Regions from separate parts of the Bactrocera dorsalis genome. Here region 2 is linked to region 1. A link is a contact called in public Hi-C data. All regions are on one chromosome and are shown on one strand. Each heading gives the region's core, a stretch centred on a gene start, on an enhancer-like site or on the middle of the called end of the contact. The rest is flanking DNA. Distances are from core to core; before and after follow the strand shown.

Region 1 (4,551 bases), core at 1,237-3,736:
AAATAACACATTTCACTATCTAAACCAATACACGGCATAGTTCCAGCGATCTCAAACACTCATCTCTACGATTTTCAATTACATAAGGGGATCAATTTCGTTGCAATTGAAGAATCATCAGTATATGTCGGACAAACAGCGATTGCTTTCAGTTTTTTTGGAGGGATATGAAATCCAAAAGAACTGTTTGCTTCTATAAAGTTCCTGACAAAAGTTTACGTATTTCGTATCGTTTACCTTAAAACTATTAGTGATATAATCAGACTTCAATGTAGCTGAATTCTTGAACTACACTACATGGTTTCTTAATTCTACATTTTTACATATTTTACATTATATCCTCACTCAAGTCAGTGTTAGCTATATCTTGGCAACATGGCGCTTTCGTGAAAAAACCAAACAATCTACTAACTACTAGTTGACGATTATGGCTGAATTTGTACATATAGAGTCCATTTGCGGCTACGGAGATTTGTCAACATTTTTATACACTGAAATAGCTTGCGAGGAAGTTTTTAATATCCACAAAGAGACGTGGTCTCTCTGTTCATCTGTATATACGAGAACTTATCCCTCAGTTTTGTAGATATCGATCTGAAACCTTGCACACGTGCTTCTCACTCTTAGAAGCCGCTCATTTACCGAAACCGCCGATATCGGACTACTATAACATATGGTCGCCAAACAAACTGATCGATGAAAACAAGTTCTTGTGTGGAAACATTTTGTGATAACATATCTTCACGAAATTTAACACAGAATATTTTCCAATGCAACACTACAAACCCTGAACTTTTTGTTCAGACCGGACTACTATATCATATGGCTGACATACAAACTGCTCAATTAAAATCAAATCCTTGTATGGAAAACTTTTTTATTTGAAGAGGTATCTTCACAAAATTTGGCATAAATTATGGTTCAAGGCAACGAAGCAATCGTCGAACGTATGTATGTTTCAGATCAGATCATAATCTCATATAGCAGCCATAAAAGCTGACCTCTTTATACGATAAAAAATACACATATCAAGCTATAATACTTCGATGCTGCGGAAGCTAAAATTTTTCCTTGTTTATATAAAAATTACCACACACAAACACAACTCACACCACCTAACAAACAATTTTCATAGTTTTTGGTTGCGCCACTTACCAAATCTTCGCCTAAATCTGGATCACGTTCACTTTGATTCGAACGACGGCCAGTACAATCCATATTATACAATTGCATTTATTAAAGAAACAATTTTTTCACTCGCTTCTTATTTTGCCACAAGTTTCACGTTTTACACAAAATTTGTCACAATAAATAAAATACGCGTATTTCCACACATACACTCACACATAAACACAGTTTTGCGAGGAATATTTCAAGCTTAAATCACTTTATTTGAGCAGCTGTTCAATTAGTTGTTGTTGCTTTGTAAGATTTTGCACGCACTCGAAACCGCCTGCAAGCTGCTGTTGTTGTTTATCAATTTGTTGTTGTTTTTATAAAATCTTCAATATTGGCAAATTTATTTTTGGAAAATTGCATAAGTCAAAAAGATAGAAACATCATTTGCGTGTGTTACACAACAACAACATTACACAATCCCGCACACCGAAACCATTAATATATACATATGTATGTATGTATGTCTGTTTGCCTTGCAGTAACGCACAGCGTTCTTATTTTAATGTCCAGCGCCTGTTGATCAGGTGTTTACAAGAAAAATGACAAATAAGTTCACGATGTACCGTTAAAAATGTTCCGCAGCGCTTATGAAAACAATGCAGCTGCGCTAACGCTGACGTCACAGCCACCGACGCAGACAAAACTGCCGTTGTCAAAGCTGCTGGCGCACGTTGGTTTTTTTATATTGTTGCTGTTGTAGTTGTAATTTGCATTCGGTATGAGGTTTCTTTGCAATAGGTGTTGTTGTTAAAGTAAATTGTAAGTATTTTTCGCCTTATTTTGTAAAATTGTTATTAACCTTGTTACTTTTTTTAACAAAATACCTTTTTTAAAACTCGCCTGAAGTTTACTAATTGGCACTGCCAAGTCTTCTACAATTTGATGCACTTTTCATATAAAATGATTTGCACTCGTTTTTGTTTGTTTGTCACCTATTCTTGTTTATGTGTGTTTATGCATACAAGCACTGCACCGTTACTTGTTTTTACTATGCCTTTTTGTGTTTCTCCGTATAAATTTCACACACTTTGCTGTTGTTATTGTTTAATATTTCTTTTTTTCTTATAATTTTTCACTCTTCTCCGCTAAGTTTGCATAACATTGTTTCATAAATTTATGAATTTATTGTAATTAGTAATTTTATTAACTTTTCTCGCCTGTGTGTTGCACAATTATTCACTAAATTGCCACTCTAGCGCCTTCACGCAATCGAATTCCAATATAAACGGCAAATTGGCAGAAAACTCGCTGAAGCAAAAAATAAACAGTATTGTGGTTCTTTGAGCGACAACGATCCAGACACGAATGAGTACGACCAACAAAACAACCAGCTAAGCGGAGCAACGCAGAGGTAGCGCGCAGCCACAGCAGAGCAGCAAATTGGTAGAGCGTCGATGAAATATACCCACTTTAACAACAACACGGGCAGCAACACTTCGCTGTTACGATTCAAATCAACGTGATGCAGAGGCGCTGACGACAGCGTCGGCGGCGAGCATCGGCGACGCGCTAAAAACTCGATTCGAATTGGAATTGAGAGCGCCGCATGCGGATACACGCGCCAATTGAATGCGAAAACCAACAAGAAAAAGGCGCAAACATACATACATACATATACATATGTATATGAATATGTAGTGTGCGGCAAACAGCAGTAAAATGATAGCAATAAACGAAACCGCCACCCAGAAAAGGAGAAAAAAGTGGCGCGCTGCCGCGTCGGTAGATTGCTGGGGGCCGCGGTTGGCTGCAATAATTGATCAAAATGTTGATTGCCGCCAGCAATAAGCGTTGATAAACACGTATGCATGAAAGAGAGCATGCACGAGAGAGCGAGAGAGTGCGCGCCTAGCTTGCGCGCGCCTAATCAAGAAAATAGCAAACAAAAACAAGAAGGTGTACCAATATCAATTCATATGTAAGTATGTATGTAAGTATATATTTGAAATTTTCACCTATTTGCTGCGCTCGCAGTGTGCCAATGCCAATCAGTCCGGCGCGTTGCGCTATGGAACACAATTTGTTCCTATGCGTTTGCACCAGAGAACGTATAATTTATAAATGTACGTTCTCTGCTTGCACGCGCTCTTGCGCTCAGAAACTTTTTATGCGCTCTCCAGTGTTTCGTTACCGTTTCACTTTTCCAATCATTCGCTGGTTTCGTCTTATTAGATTTCTGCTGCTCTTTATTTGTGCGCTATGCGCCTCGTGCCATCAACACTAATATAATAACAACAACAACATGTGGATATCATAACAATATTCAGTCGAAAAAAGGCAATTATTAAGGGGGTTTTTATTGCGCTTTGTTGGTATATGCCGTGCTGTAGCGCAACCAATCCGCGTGCAGCAAACACAACGGCGCTCATTCGCCCTTTCACCGCGCCACAGAGCATGGCTATATAACAATCATTAAAACAACTACAAGCTAGGGATGCTCGATGAACATCGATGTTCGATGATCATCGATGTTGAAAGCAAAAACATCGATGTTTTAATATCGATGTTGCCATACGAAAAATATCGCAACATCGATGTTAACGGAATCAATCATCGATGTCAACTTACGGCCTCACGCACGACACGGACGTCCACCAAACCAACCAACTTGGGAAACAAATTATGTCTTCTATGAACGCAGCCACAAATCAAATTTTTTAGTTGTGAACTTCACAAACTGATTTGTGGCTGCGTTCACAATGTGAACGCGTCATTCCGGTCGTTCCCTTCATTCGTTCGTTCTTCGTGATTCGTCTTGCACATTTACGCTCACTCCCACTTCTATTTGTTTGTTAATAAAAAATTGTGTTGTGCGTACCTATTTAAATTTACTGATTTGTTCGTATTCTACTGGTGTTGTGCATATATATATTTATATTACATGGAATACAACAATATGTAAGTTTTTAATGATTGAATTCTATCTAAATATTGAATTCATCTGTTTGCTTTTTGCGCATGCTAAAGGAAATTATTCTTTTTAAGGTTATAAATGCATATAAATTATAAATGAATAGAATTAAAAATGCCGCCAAAAAGTCGCTTCTGGGAATTTTTTGAAAAACTTGAAAATAACGAAGCCAGATTAATCTAAAATTTTTAAATTCAATTTCAGCTTTTATATTTTTATAAGATATTTGACAATCATATACTTACTTCCCCATTAAACTGTGAAATTTAATATTTTATTTTTAAAGTTGTAATAACATTTATTTATAATTTGTACTTCATGTTTTTAAAGATATGAATGAATTTAAAATGAAATATGCGGTACGATTATTTAAAAATACAAGTATAACATCGAGAAAAACGTTTAAAATAAGTCGTAAATGTGCTATGCACACTGGCTGTGGCTTAATAAATTTCGAATTT
Region 2 (3,990 bases), core at 189-2,688, 48 kb before region 1:
TTACAAAATAGATTTTAATTATGAAATCACAAAATTTTATTAAAAAATTTTACAATAATTTAATTATAATGATTAAAAAAAAAATATTTTAATTTTAATTTGGAAAATTAATCAAATTTTTATTTCAAAAATTTACTTTAATTTTAGTTATAAAATTTTTGCAAATTAATTATTATAATTATGAAAATTATTTTAATTATATTAATTATAATTATGAAATTTTTTAATTTTGATTTAAATTTGGAAAATTTCAATAATAAAAAAATTATAAAAATTTGATTACAAGAATTGTATAACATTTTATTGCTACAGAATTATTTTATTTAAAATTATAAAAAAATTTAATTAAAAAATTAAAATACTTGGTCCGCTATAAAATTTACCTCTTGTATTTGATCCTCTGAAATCAGCATTTTGTTGGGTTTCATAAACTTTGCTTTACACTGCTGAACACATACACAAACAAGCACGCTCTACTGCCGTTAGACGCTTGATAAATTGTTTTTTATAATTATTTTTTTCTAAATTTTCCTTTTAAAATTATTTTTCACAAAATTGTTTTTCTTTTTTTTTTATATATTCGCAAAATTGTTTTATTCTTGGTTTATAAACTTTTTAATTTTTGTGTACTAATAGTTTGTCACTTTGAAACACTCACATTTACTATAATTAAATTATTTATTTTTAATGTCAATTAACACTGCACAAAAGTTATTTGAAAATTCTGTCTATTAATCACTTGAATTTACAAGATTTGTCTTAATTTTCTATAAATGTACTTATCATTTAATATTATGAACACATCAACACACACACCAATAAAAACCGAGGAAGCCACAACGCACGAAGTGATCGCCTCGATTTCCACTTTCCGACTGTCCGTGCTACCGTGTAAAATCTATCAAATCGAATTAAAGCGACAAATTGATGAGTTTTGATATAGACACGAAATCACCCGAGTGATTGCGATGACGATGCTGCGATATCAAAGGTCGTCAATCAACTGAATGCACTGCAAGATGCACATTATAAAATAACAATCATAAACGCACACAGCCACGCACACCAGCAGGCAGAAGACAAACACAATGACGGCAATAAATCCACATACACACACACACACGTACGAAAAGGAGATGCAAAGAAGGCAGGCAAGCAGGCAGATCGATAGAGCGCGCAGACCATTCATCCAAATATCTAAGTGAGGGACATCAAACGCCGAAAAGGTTGAATGGATGCACAAACAAACACACACATGCATATTTATGCTTATATAAAAATATATAGAAACGGTAAAGAGCGACACTTCTGGAAAATGACCTGATAATGCGGCATGCATAAGCAATAAAAATGAAGGAAGGCCAGCAGCGCACAGCCCACGGCAAAGGCGGCCACCGCAATGCAGCCGCAGCTGACGTACGCAGCGACTGCGACAGCGACGCCAAAGATGCCGAAGAAATCAAGCAATGAAGGAAACCTGTTTGCATCACAAGCAATTGCGTGCGTGTGTATATGTGCGTGATGACCGCGGGAGAGGCGCAGACACACAGTGAGAGCTGCGACCGCTGCTGCTCTTCAATTCGAATTATTCGATTTTAATTGTGCGAACGAGTGCATACATGTACATATGTATATGTGTGTTTGTGTGTTATTAGTTTATTTGTGGGTAAACGAGCAGCATGTGAGCCAATTCGTGCGATGATACAATATAAGGGTAATAAAATCGAGCGATAGACCAATCAAAATGCGCTGCGATAGAGAGTAGCTCACATACATACATACATATTTATATATCCATACACATATTTGTATATATAAAACTAAATTTGTGTGGCATATAAAGACCGTTGCGGACCATCTTACAGACAATCTTAGGCCCCGTTTGATTTGATTCTTCAGCTACCTAGCCGAAGTAGCACGGCAAGCTGGCGTGTGTGAGTGAGACAGCGCTAAATAAACGATCGGCTGACAATCTCTAAATAGATATGATCTCTAAATACAAATATGCCTGTATAAATGCATATGTATGTACATATTTATATAAAACACACATACACATAACAAATACACACATTTATTCTAAGCTGCTGTTCAAATTAATATTCTAATTCCTGGAAGTGGCAATCATAGTCGACAAGACAATACTGTCTTCTAGGCGGAAACAAAATTACTCCTACACACACACATGCAGCACGCAAATACATGCCGTTACACAAAATGTTAATTTCTATGCACTTTATGACCATTGCCTCACTACGTACTCACATAAACACTTATACTAACAACACACACACATGTTTTTTCTGTATATTTGGGTTTTAGCACAACAACCTAAGGGTCCGACAATCTCAGCTTAGCACAACTCAACTTGAGATTAATTTATTGCTGACCCAAGGCACCAAACCCCGCAAAGGACGCGTCAAGACAATGTGCAATGCCAGGCTACTTGGCCCAAGCAAACAATGCACTACCAAAAATATCAATTTCATTGCAATTGCAATAACAATAACCTATAAATATGTATATACCATATCTTACATATATTAAAATCTGCTTATTTATACAAATGTATGTATGTATGTATGTCTACATCTAAGTAACAACTCACACTCACTTCGCTGCGTATGCCTTCAAGGCTTCAAAAATGCATTGCGCTGCCTTATTCTTGTTGCATATTATGCACACATAAATACATACAGACATTTAGGTATATGCATATAATTATAACTAACTAACGAACTAAGTCCTACAATGCCACTCGTCACCACTAATCTCTGATTTCACAGTTTTTTTCCATTCGCCTTATTTTTGCCATATTCATTGTAGGTCCTTCTTCATTTCCTTTGCTCGACTATTGTTTGGCAACCTTTAAATTCATATTTTCGACGCCGAAATTGTTGTCTGTAAAAATAATCACTATATTTTGTTGTTGTTGTAATGTTGTTAGTATGTCTTTTGGCGAGCGATTTAACTAGTTTGTACTATATGGTAGCCAGAAAGGACAAAAGCATACACACACTCTTAAATATCTAGTATAAATAGGGGTTCTAAATTGATTTTCGCCTTTTGTTTTCATTCCATGAATATTTTATAAAACGAAATGAAACTTTTTTCTTACAATAATAGTCAAGAATAAACAAAATAGAAAACAATTTAGACAGGCCTTGTTAGAAGCAGCGACTAGCCAACAGTCATACCGAGAGAAATAAAGTACTATGACCACACATTGGTGGACTATATTTCAGTGCCTTGCATGAAGTTGATATGAAACAAGTAAGGAAGGGCTAAGTTCAGGCGTAACCGCACATTTCATACGCTTGCAACTTGCAAGGATTAAAGCCAGGGAAATATATTAAGATGTAAAGCGTCAATCAGAGTATCGGAATAAAAGCATATTTATATATACATTTACTATATATAACTCATACACCGACCGATAAATGCGACATAAGGTTAGTTAGAAAAACGAAAATCGTTATATGCAGTATATAGGAGTTACCCTAAATCGAACCGATTTTATCTATTAACTATCGTATTATCATGCCACATACTAAAAGAATATTCCCTGGGATTTATTAAGGTACCTCACATACAATCACCACTCAAATGAAGCAAGGTCGGTCAGACGGATGTTCAAAAATCCTGATAATAGTTATATGGGGGTAGTTCAGGTTTTCACTCAATTGTATATATTTTAGGCACAGAGATATACTTTTATGAGTAAAATATGCCCTTTCATTTTTATTGTGATAACTCAAATATTGGTCGATATATCCAACATAAAGTCACCTAGAAGTTGGAAAGTCTTTATATTAGATATATGGAGGCTCAGGGAAGTATTGACGCGATTCAACCAATTTTTGATACACAAAGTTACTATTGTCAGGAAAGGATTCTCTTTGAGTTTCAATTGTATATCTTAAACATTGACCGATTTTTTCGGTAAAAAGTCAACTTATATCTATATTCGGTACCTATCGACTGGAACAA

What was found. A called contact is a pair of places that touch in the nucleus more often than the background predicts.
Region 2: a contact with region 1 is called in a Hi-C map of whole body, with 9 times the contacts expected there. The contact joins the enhancer-like site here to the promoter of LOC105227737 in region 1. A contact is called at or near these places in 2 of 2 Hi-C or Micro-C datasets (both in whole body).

The regions. Positions count from the first base shown.
Region 1 is chr3:85,092,177-85,096,727 of ASM2337382v1, reverse strand. It overlaps LOC105227737 (protein dead ringer), which reads right to left and starts at 2,486. Exons shown (of 11, transcript XM_019990858.3): 1 at 1,156-2,486. The coding sequence starts at 1,233.
Region 2 is chr3:85,139,664-85,143,653 of ASM2337382v1, reverse strand. All of the region lies in intron 5 of LOC105227737 (protein dead ringer), which reads right to left. Among protein-coding and RNA genes, the nearest start is that of LOC105227737, 47 kb to the right of the region's middle. Within about 2 kb of position 1,438, the one cell type or tissue checked has open chromatin away from gene starts, as enhancers often do.